Regions from separate parts of the Sus scrofa genome. Here all the other regions are linked to region 1. A link is a contact called in public Hi-C data. All regions are on one chromosome and are shown on one strand. The core of a region is the stretch at or near the end of the contact, and the rest is flanking DNA. Distances in the headings are between cores, read along the strand shown. Region 1 has its middle 53 kb from the start of PDP1. Region 2 has its middle 77 kb from the start of GEM. Region 3 holds the start of GEM (GTP-binding protein GEM).

Region 1 (2,847 bases), core at 130-2,629:
ACTCTTCTTCCCGCTCCCAGCAGCCCTGGGAGCTATCTGCTTTCCTGTAATAAACACTTTGCTTGCTTAAAAAAAAAAAAAAAAAAAAAAAAAAAAAGGAGTTCCCGTCATGGTGCAGTGGTTAACGAATCTGACTAGGAACCATGAGGTTGCGGGTTCGGTCCCTAGCCTTGCTCAGTGGGTTAATGATCTGGCATTGCTGTGAGCTGTGGTGTAGGTTGCAGACACGGCTTGGATCCCGTGTTGCTGTGGCTCTGGCGTAGGCCAGTGGCTACAGCTCCAATTCGACCCCTAGCCTGGGAACCTCCATATGCCATGGGAGCAGCCCAAAGAAATAGCAAAAAGACAAAAAAAAAAAAAAAAAGAAAAAGATATAATTCTGTAACAACAACAAAAAAAATCACCTCATTTAATCCTCCTAACAGCTCATGCTTCCAGGTAGATATCATGGCACTGATTTTATTTCTACAGATGAATAAACTGAGACACAAAGTCTCATGTCCACAAAATATTTATTGAGCACCTATCATTTTTCAGACACTGAGGATAGAGTGACAAATTCAGGACATTACTGATGCAGAACTAATGACCAAGAGGAGGTCAAAAAACTTGCCCAGGATATAGTCCCTGACAGGATGTAAGAAGCAGAATTTAAATATAGATCTGACTGCCAGGCAACCTTCCCACCTGAAAGCTTCATTCATTCATTTGTTCACTCAGTCAGTAAAGAGTCAAGTTTTGAGCAGGTACTATGTGCCAGGCACAATGCCGAGGTTGAATGCATAAAACCATGAGTAAATCAGGCAGAGATTTCATGGCACTTAAAACCTGCCCCACTGCCACGGGGACCGCTCACCAGGGGAGAGCGACTATCCCCTCCCACGGAGCCCTGCTGCCAATTTCAGGCTGATTCTCTAGGGCTCTCGTTCATGCACCACGATGGGGACATTTCTAGCTGATTGTTCTTTCCATTTATGGACAAAATCATTTTCTTGGAGAAAATGCCGGTTCTGGACAGATGAGATCATTCATAAGTGAGAGGGATATAAATAGGTAAATTATATAAAATAACAGGAACAGAGATTCCGCGTTTCAAAAGCAGATACCCATTGCGGTCCAGCCTCTGGGTCTCCACGACACAGATCCTCTAGGCTGAAGGTGGCAAAAGGGCCGGCTTTGTCCCGGGGCTGCGTCAGAGCCTACGCAGGATCCACACACATCACTGCGCTGTCAGCTGCCCACGCCTCACTTGGGTTGGAATCACTTTTCTCCGACCCCGTTAACAGGATCGGGTGGGATGTGTGTGTATTTGATTAGAGTGTGACTGCCACTGCAGGAAGCCGAGCTCTGTGCGCAGACGCCCTGCTCCCTGCGGAAACCCAAGGGGTTAGAAGCCCCCCAGCCCCACCTGTTGACTACTCCCTGCAACTGCCATCACGCCCTCTTACTCTTCCAGAGGCGCTGATTCTTTTTGTTCCATTTCCTTTAGCTTTGGACTTCAGGGTATATTGTTGGATTCAGTTATATATGACTAACCCTTGCCTTGCTGACGGTGTAATTTGTGTTTGTTCCTAGTATTCAGAACGGAAACCACTGATGCCATGATTTCTTATTCATAACACAGAGGTGGACCGATGTTTTGTGGTTCAGGCACCTGACGGCAAACTGTAGTTATTATCATGCCTTCACAACCTCTTCTGCTGCTTCTAGCTGCATCTATGGTCCTGTCTCCTGGCTTTACCGACCTTTCTGTTGTCCCAACAAGGCCTCCCTCAGTGATGGCTGTATATTCTCTCCTTTTCTGGGATTTGTCTGGAATGTCTCACCATCGCATTGAAATATTCTGTTTGCAAATTACCCAGCTCTTTTCTGTTAATTCTCCCCAGTTTTGTCTGCATGTCACACCTCCAGCCAATCAGTTATTTGGATGTTTGGACGAATGTATATCTACTCACCTCAGCCTCTGTATTCCACAACAAGCAGGTACCAGTGATGAAGATGGAATTATTCTTAAACTTCTTTTAGGTCTAATTTAGCCTGGACAGGCTGGGTTGCCAGATTTAGGCTCAATAGCATGAGGGGAAAATTCTTAGCCTATTTCTTGGCACAAATCATAATTTAATAAATGTTTATTTCCTTCCTTCCTTGGAAGTAATCATTCAGCCCGGACTCCCTTAGAGACTCTCCATTCTTAGATAATCAGGAGCCCATACCCAAGAAGAGAACAATCAGACTTCTGCACATAGGCATCTCCACATTTCCAAAGCAATCCAACAAGGCAGACTTTGTGAGAGAATAGAATCCTCGGAGTTCCTGTCGTGGCTCAGTGGCTAACAAATCTGACTATCAACCATGAGGTTGCAGGTTCGATTCCTGGCCTCGCTCAGTGGGTTAAGGATCCAGCGTTGCCGAGAGCTGTGGTGTAGGTCGTTGATGCGGCTCGGATCCCATGTTGCTGTGGATCTGGTGTTGGGTTGGCAGCTACAGTTCCAATTAGACCTCTGGCCTGGGAACTTCCGTATGCCGTGGGAGCAGCCCTAGAAAAGGCAAAAAGACAAAAAAAAAAAAAAAAAAAAAAAAAAAAAAAAAGAATCCTGGTGTTAAAATGGCACTTAGAGATAATCTCCATTGACCCTTAGGTGATTTGACAGGCTTTAAAATAGTTCAGTAATTTTTTTTTTCTTTTTACAGCTGCGCTTGTGGCATAGGGAAATTCCTAGGTTAGGGATGGAATCGGAGCTGCAACTGAGGTCAGTACCACAGCCATGGCAATAGCGGGTCTGAGCCACATCTGTGACTTGCACAGCAGCCTGTGGCAATGATGAATCCTTAGCCCACTGAGTGAGG
Region 2 (2,847 bases), core at 141-2,640, 340 kb before region 1:
AACCTCCTGGTTCCTAGTCGGATTCTTTAACCACTGAGCCACGACGGGAACTCCTCAAGGACTTCACTTTTTAAAAAACGATGCTTGCAGCACTTTTGTACCTATCCCAGGGGAACCAGAGCCATAAATTAATTGGACGAATATAAAGTCAACATCCAAGTGGTGTGTTGGTCAGAGCTCTGGGTTGGGAGTCTGTGATCTGGAGGTTCTAGTCAGAACTTCCCCATTGACCTGGTTTCTGATGGTATGGAATTCACTTAATTTTTGTCCTTTCTGGTAGTAATAATAACAAATGATTTATTGATTACTTACTGTGGGCTAGACATTTTGCTAAATGCTTTATAGTCATTATTTCATTTATTTACCTTGACTGTCCTGAGATAGACATATCATTCATTACCTTTGCTTTATGGGGGAAGAAAATTAGACCTAGAAAAATTAAATACTTCCCTAGAGCACAATGCTAGTTAGTGGAAGAAGCTGGATCTAATTCCAGGATGATGTGGCTTTGGAACTCATATGCACCAGCTTAAACTTGCAAGCTAAATGAAAGTGTGAGGAATATCTTGGAGCACCCATCCAGTGTGATGGCCTGTTGGCCTCTACCTTATATACCAGGATTACTTGTTCTCAAATGAAGATAGATGACCAGAAAGATGACCCCCAGAAAGTAAGAATTTGGGAACTTACAAAGAAAAACAAAAGTAGGAATAGAAGACAAGGGAAAAGATTAGACCTATTTCTTTTTCCTTTTTCTTTTATTTTAATGGCTGCATCCACAGGATATGGAAGTTCCTGGGCCAAGGATTGAGTCCAAGCTGCAGAAGTGACCTACACTGCAGCTATAGCAATAATGCCAGATCCTTTAACCCACTGTGCCAGGCGTGTGATCAAACCTGTGCCTCCTCAGCAACCCGAGCCACTGCAGTTAGATTCTTAACCCATTGTTCCACAGTGGAACTCCTAGACTTATTTCTAAAAGAAAAAAAAGGTTATATAGAATAGATTTTTAAAAAATGCATTGTTACTGAGGATACCTATGAAAGAGATTTGTTATTAGGTAGTAGTTATTTATCCTGATTAAAGAACCTGATGTTCAAGAAATATCTGCAGGTAGAGTTCCCTGGTGGCTTAGTGGGTTAAGTGTCTGGGTTGTCACTGCAATGACTCAGGTCACTGCTGTGGTCTGGGTTCTAACCTTTGCCTGGGAACTTCTTCATGCCATGGGTGTGGGCAAAAAAAAAAAGGAAGAAGAAGAAGAAAAGAAATATCTGTAGGTGAGTTGGAAACAAAGCCAGGAGCAAAGGGAAAATACCGTTTTGTGAAAATGATCTCTTGGTGGCAGCAACAGATCACGATCGTCCCTCATTGCATTAGGAATTCCAGGCACGTCTTAAAGCGAGAGCTTCCTGTTTTTATAAGATTTCAAACCACAGGCTGCTGTTATGATAGCTATAAAAATTGGCACCTTGTTCTTGCTATCAATATGACTGATAGGATTATTTTCCAGAACACTTTCTATTACCAGCGTTTACATTCATTTTTTTCCTGGTAGGTTGTGGGGATAGAAGGGGGTGAGTATTATTAATTAAGTGAAAACTGTGCCAACGTTTTAGAAATTGATGGACTGGACCATTGAAATCAGTAACACCTTAGTTATTAACCTCTGATTTTGTTGTACGATGAGTAAAGGTTTACTAAATCGACTTTTGCACAGAATGGAAGATTTGTTGTTTTATTGAGACTGTTTTGAGAGGTCTCCAGGAATGATTTTTTAGTTCTCTTTCATAAAAATCATTAAGGAATTCTTTGTCAGATGGCTTTGAAAACATGGAAACATTAATGTTTATTCCATAAATAGAAGATAAATGAATGTTTGGGGTGTTCTATTTATGCCCGAGGAAGTGCTCATAAAGAGAAATTGAAAACACCTGCCGTTTCTGGGCTTTGATGAAGGCCGGCTCTGGGTCCCATTCCCATCAGTGTCCTTGGAGGCCCAGGATCACATGGTCAGACAGTGAAGCTTTGATCCAGACTTTGCATTTTCTCTGAGTAGCTTAGCCATTGGCTTTGCTACCTCTGAGCCTGGTTTCTGATTCTATAGTACTGCTGAGGAGGAGGCGATAGAAGAGGCAAGCTTAAATTTTTTTTTTTTTTTTTTTCTGTGCCCACAGCATACAGAAATTCCCAGTCCAGGGATCGAACCCATGCCACAACAGTGACCATGCAGAATCCTTAACTGCTAGGCCACCAGGGAGCTCCTTTGCAAGGTTTTTTTGTTTGTTTGTTTTTTTCAAGTGGTGCTTTTTATGAGTAAAGTATCAGCAGATCACATCCAGACTCCTCTAAAGGAAGGAACAAATACTGAAGCATAGAGGATGCTGAGTACCCTGTAGGTAAAAAGAGGTGTGCCCATAAGTTGGATCTGGGTGGAGCCCTTTAACAGGAGAAATACAATTGATGTGGACGGACATACTGAGCTTTCTATCATTCCTATACCCTGAGGTATGGATGGCACGGAGGAAGTGCTCAATGTATGAGTTAAATGAAGACATGAGTGGCTAAGACAATATAAAGCAAGAGAATTCATTATTTCAGTAAGGAGCTCTAGGTCTGTCTCATTTATTTTGTCTGCCGTACATTATTGGAGCCCATATGATATTCCAGGCCTTTTGTTAAACACCTGGATTCAGAGATGCTTATTTTCATTTCTCTAGGTTCTGTCACCTGTCAGTTTGGTGTGAGGAGTGAGTCAGGAGTCTAAGTTTTAGGTAAAACTTAGATTTTTCTTAGTTGGCTAACTGTAACAACACTTTAATCAATTTTTCCCCCATTGATATGCTATGT
Region 3 (2,847 bases), core at 159-2,658, 270 kb before region 1:
GGGTATCCACTTCCTCATGCATAAAATAAATCGGAGGCTGGGGTCAGGGCACCTGAGATTAAAAGAGCTCTAAGTGTTCATTCCTCTGTGGATTCCACTGTTGCCAGCTTGGGGTCTGGCATGTCTCCGCAGCTGGTCATTTGGATTAGCCCCAGAGCAGATAAGTGCTGCAGGAGAATGGAGAATGGACCCTATTCACAGCAGAGTCCAGCCACTCAAATAGATGCTGGTACCTCTGGCTCTCTTCCAGAGCCACCAGCCAACCCAGAGATGAAGCTGGCTGGAAAGGTGGATGGATGGGTTGGAAAGACCAGTGTCATCGCCAAACACAGCATCTGGGAAATGCCCACGTCCCCAGAAAGAGGTCATTGAAACCCTTCTGCTGGTGGTGCAGTGCCAAGAGCCGGGCACGCCAAGCTTTGAATCCTGATGCTGCTACTTTTATGAGCTGTGTGACCTTGGGCAAGCTCACTGGTTTTTTGGTCCTTTTGCTCCTCCCTAGAGTGGGAATAGCAGTATATTCACCTTGCAGAATTGTAGTAAAGTTCAAGGTACTGCAGATGCCTAACAGTACCTGCTGAGTATAGGAACACAGAGGTACTCAGTAAATGGTAGTAGAAGTGGCTGTTATTATTATTATCTGGAGTCATTTGGGGGACTTGGGCCCCAAAGTTTGGCTCAAGACTCCTCCCATGACCCGAGGCACTGGCTCCATGCCCAGGGCCAGGCATGCCAGGCAGCCTCGAACAGAGATGTTGCCAATTGGGATGCTGATTAAATTCCCTGATCGAGGAGTCTCAGCATCCCCGCCCAGAGCAGGAGGGCCAGCAACATTTAGCACAATCTGCTTGGATCCATAATGAAGTTATTTTTCAAGACCTGTTCTTTCCTCATCTCCCTCTGGCTCCTTCTCTCTGAATCCCTGTCAGAGAAGGGAAACAAAGCAGTATGGGGCTCTCCCTCCTCCCTCTTCCAGAGAGAAGGTGACAGGAGCAGGCAGAAGGCTGTTTTCCTTGCAAAAGATGCAGCTAACACAAGCCCTGGCCACTCAGCGCTGCTGCAGCCTCACCCTGATCCCTGCTTTATTTTTGTTTTTCCTGAAACTGGGCATCCAATTCAAACCTGCCTCTTTCTCCATCCTTTATCCGGACAGTTCGCAAGTGTTTTGCTGGGCGGCGCGATTAAGTGGCACTTGGTGTATTTTCCCATCTTCCTGTGCCCAGCTGGTAAAAAGAAAATAAAATAAAGGCGCCCGGGATTGAACTGTCGTTATTTTTTAAAAGGGGTCATATGACTGCGAGTTACTGATTTAGTGAAGTGGCTGCAACTCGGGGTTTGCTGCAGAGCCGCCCCCTCCCAGCGGGGGCGCTGACGTCACGGAAAAGCCCCGGCGCGGGTTGGCGGGGCTGGTTATAAACCGCGGGGCCGCGGCGACTGCGAGCGGCGGGCACCGGCGGAGGCACGGAACGTGGTAGCGCGCGAGCATCCCGCGCGGCGCCAGGGCATCACAGCGCACATCGACCCTCCGACGACTCCCACCAAGTAAGTCAGGTGGTCGGGGCGGGGGGGTTGTTGATGGGGGTGGTGGTGGGTGCTCCCGACTTCGGAGTGAGGCGGGTGGTTGGGAAAGGGGTGGGCGTTCCCAGCCCGCAGAACTTTCTAACTTGAGAAAAGAGACTTTGGAACCTGCTGTCTGCGCTGTGGTTTTCCGGTCAGGGCCAGAGTTTCAGGTGCAAAGGATGCCATTTGTCATTAGCGGGTTTCTTAGTTCAGTTCAGTAGGAGCTGACTGAGGTCACCTCCTCCGACCGTCTGTGGCCAGAGGGCGCCCACAGTGATACTTCGGCTCCTGTGGTTTGAATTCAAGCCGGCCAACGGAGGCGCTGCTTGTAAGATTAAAAAACCGACCGGTCATGGTCATCGTGGTTAGATCATCGACGCCTTGGGGTGTGGAGAGTGGGGGCGAGTGTGAGAAAGGGGCTGTCTGTGCATGTCTCCCCCTTGTTAGTAGATCTTGCTGGTTAAAATGAGAATGCTTCCACTTTATCTCAGGGAACCTGGTACTACAGACCTCCCTGCAGGGAGGGAGGGAGTCTTGAGAAGGGAAAGTTGTAGCAAAGTTGTTGAATGTCTTTTGGGAGAGTCTTTGACCTTCTCATTTGCTTCCAGAAGGAGGAAATCTGAGTTGAGTTAAAGAACTCTCTGAGTGGATGTGGTTTAATAAGAGTGAAACATTTTCTCTGCAATTTTGACAGGTCTGAACGTGAGCAGGTCATTTCTCTGCCAGAAGGACAAGGCACAGGGCTGGGGCTGGGATGTTTTGAACGTAATATCTGTGGGCAGGAGGGCAGAGCTGAGGCACAAACCTCAAACAGAAATTCTCTCCCTCTCAAATAGTAGCTTATTCAGGGAGCTAGGGAGCATCAGGGCAACTTTACTAAACATGGAAGTTCCAATGAGTGCTTGTCCAGTCCAGCCAGGGGGGGTGATGTCATTGTCACGTGTTTTCCACTGAGGCATAAAAGCCGTCTGGATGCTAGTACAGTTAAGAGCCATGTTTAGACAAGAGCAGCTAACCTGGCCAGCTGGTCCCCAGCTGCATTAACTTGTTGCTTTTCAAGCCATCTCTGGAGGCCATTGGTTCCTTCTGGCTGCCTCTGTGCCAGCTCGGAGTGGGAAATCCCAAGGCTTCCTTGAGGATGGAGGAAGCCTCAGGGCAGTGGGCAATGATCACGGTACTGTTTTCTCTTTGCAAATGACAATCTGCCTGAGGAGCTGGTAACTGACTGTGTGTGTGTGCGCGTGTGTTCAGTTGAAAGCCTTTTGGCTTTGGGGACTGCTTCATTGG

Evidence for each region. Hi-C and Micro-C count contacts between places; a contact is called where the count stands out from the background.
Region 2: a contact with region 1 is called in a Hi-C map of adipose tissue, with 4 times the contacts expected there. A contact is called at or near these places in 1 of 5 promoter capture datasets (liver), 25 of 47 Hi-C or Micro-C datasets (adipose tissue, alveolar macrophages, brain and 16 more) and 1 of 2 datasets of targeted methods (skeletal muscle).
Region 3: a Hi-C map of skeletal muscle shows a contact between it and region 1, with 8 times the contacts expected there. A contact is called at or near these places in 12 of 47 Hi-C or Micro-C datasets (brain, embryonic fibroblasts, fetal heart ventricle and 9 more) and 1 of 2 datasets of targeted methods (skeletal muscle).

The regions. Positions count from the first base shown.
Region 1 is chr4:42,723,277-42,726,123 of Sscrofa11.1, forward strand. No RefSeq gene overlaps it. Among named protein-coding and RNA genes, the nearest start is that of PDP1, 53 kb to the right of the region's middle.
Region 2 is chr4:42,380,016-42,382,862 of Sscrofa11.1, forward strand. No RefSeq gene overlaps it. Among named protein-coding and RNA genes, the nearest start is that of GEM, 77 kb to the right of the region's middle.
Region 3 is chr4:42,457,183-42,460,029 of Sscrofa11.1, forward strand. GEM (GTP-binding protein GEM) reads left to right here and starts at 1,409. Exons shown (of 5, transcript XM_001926976.7): 1 at 1,409-1,542.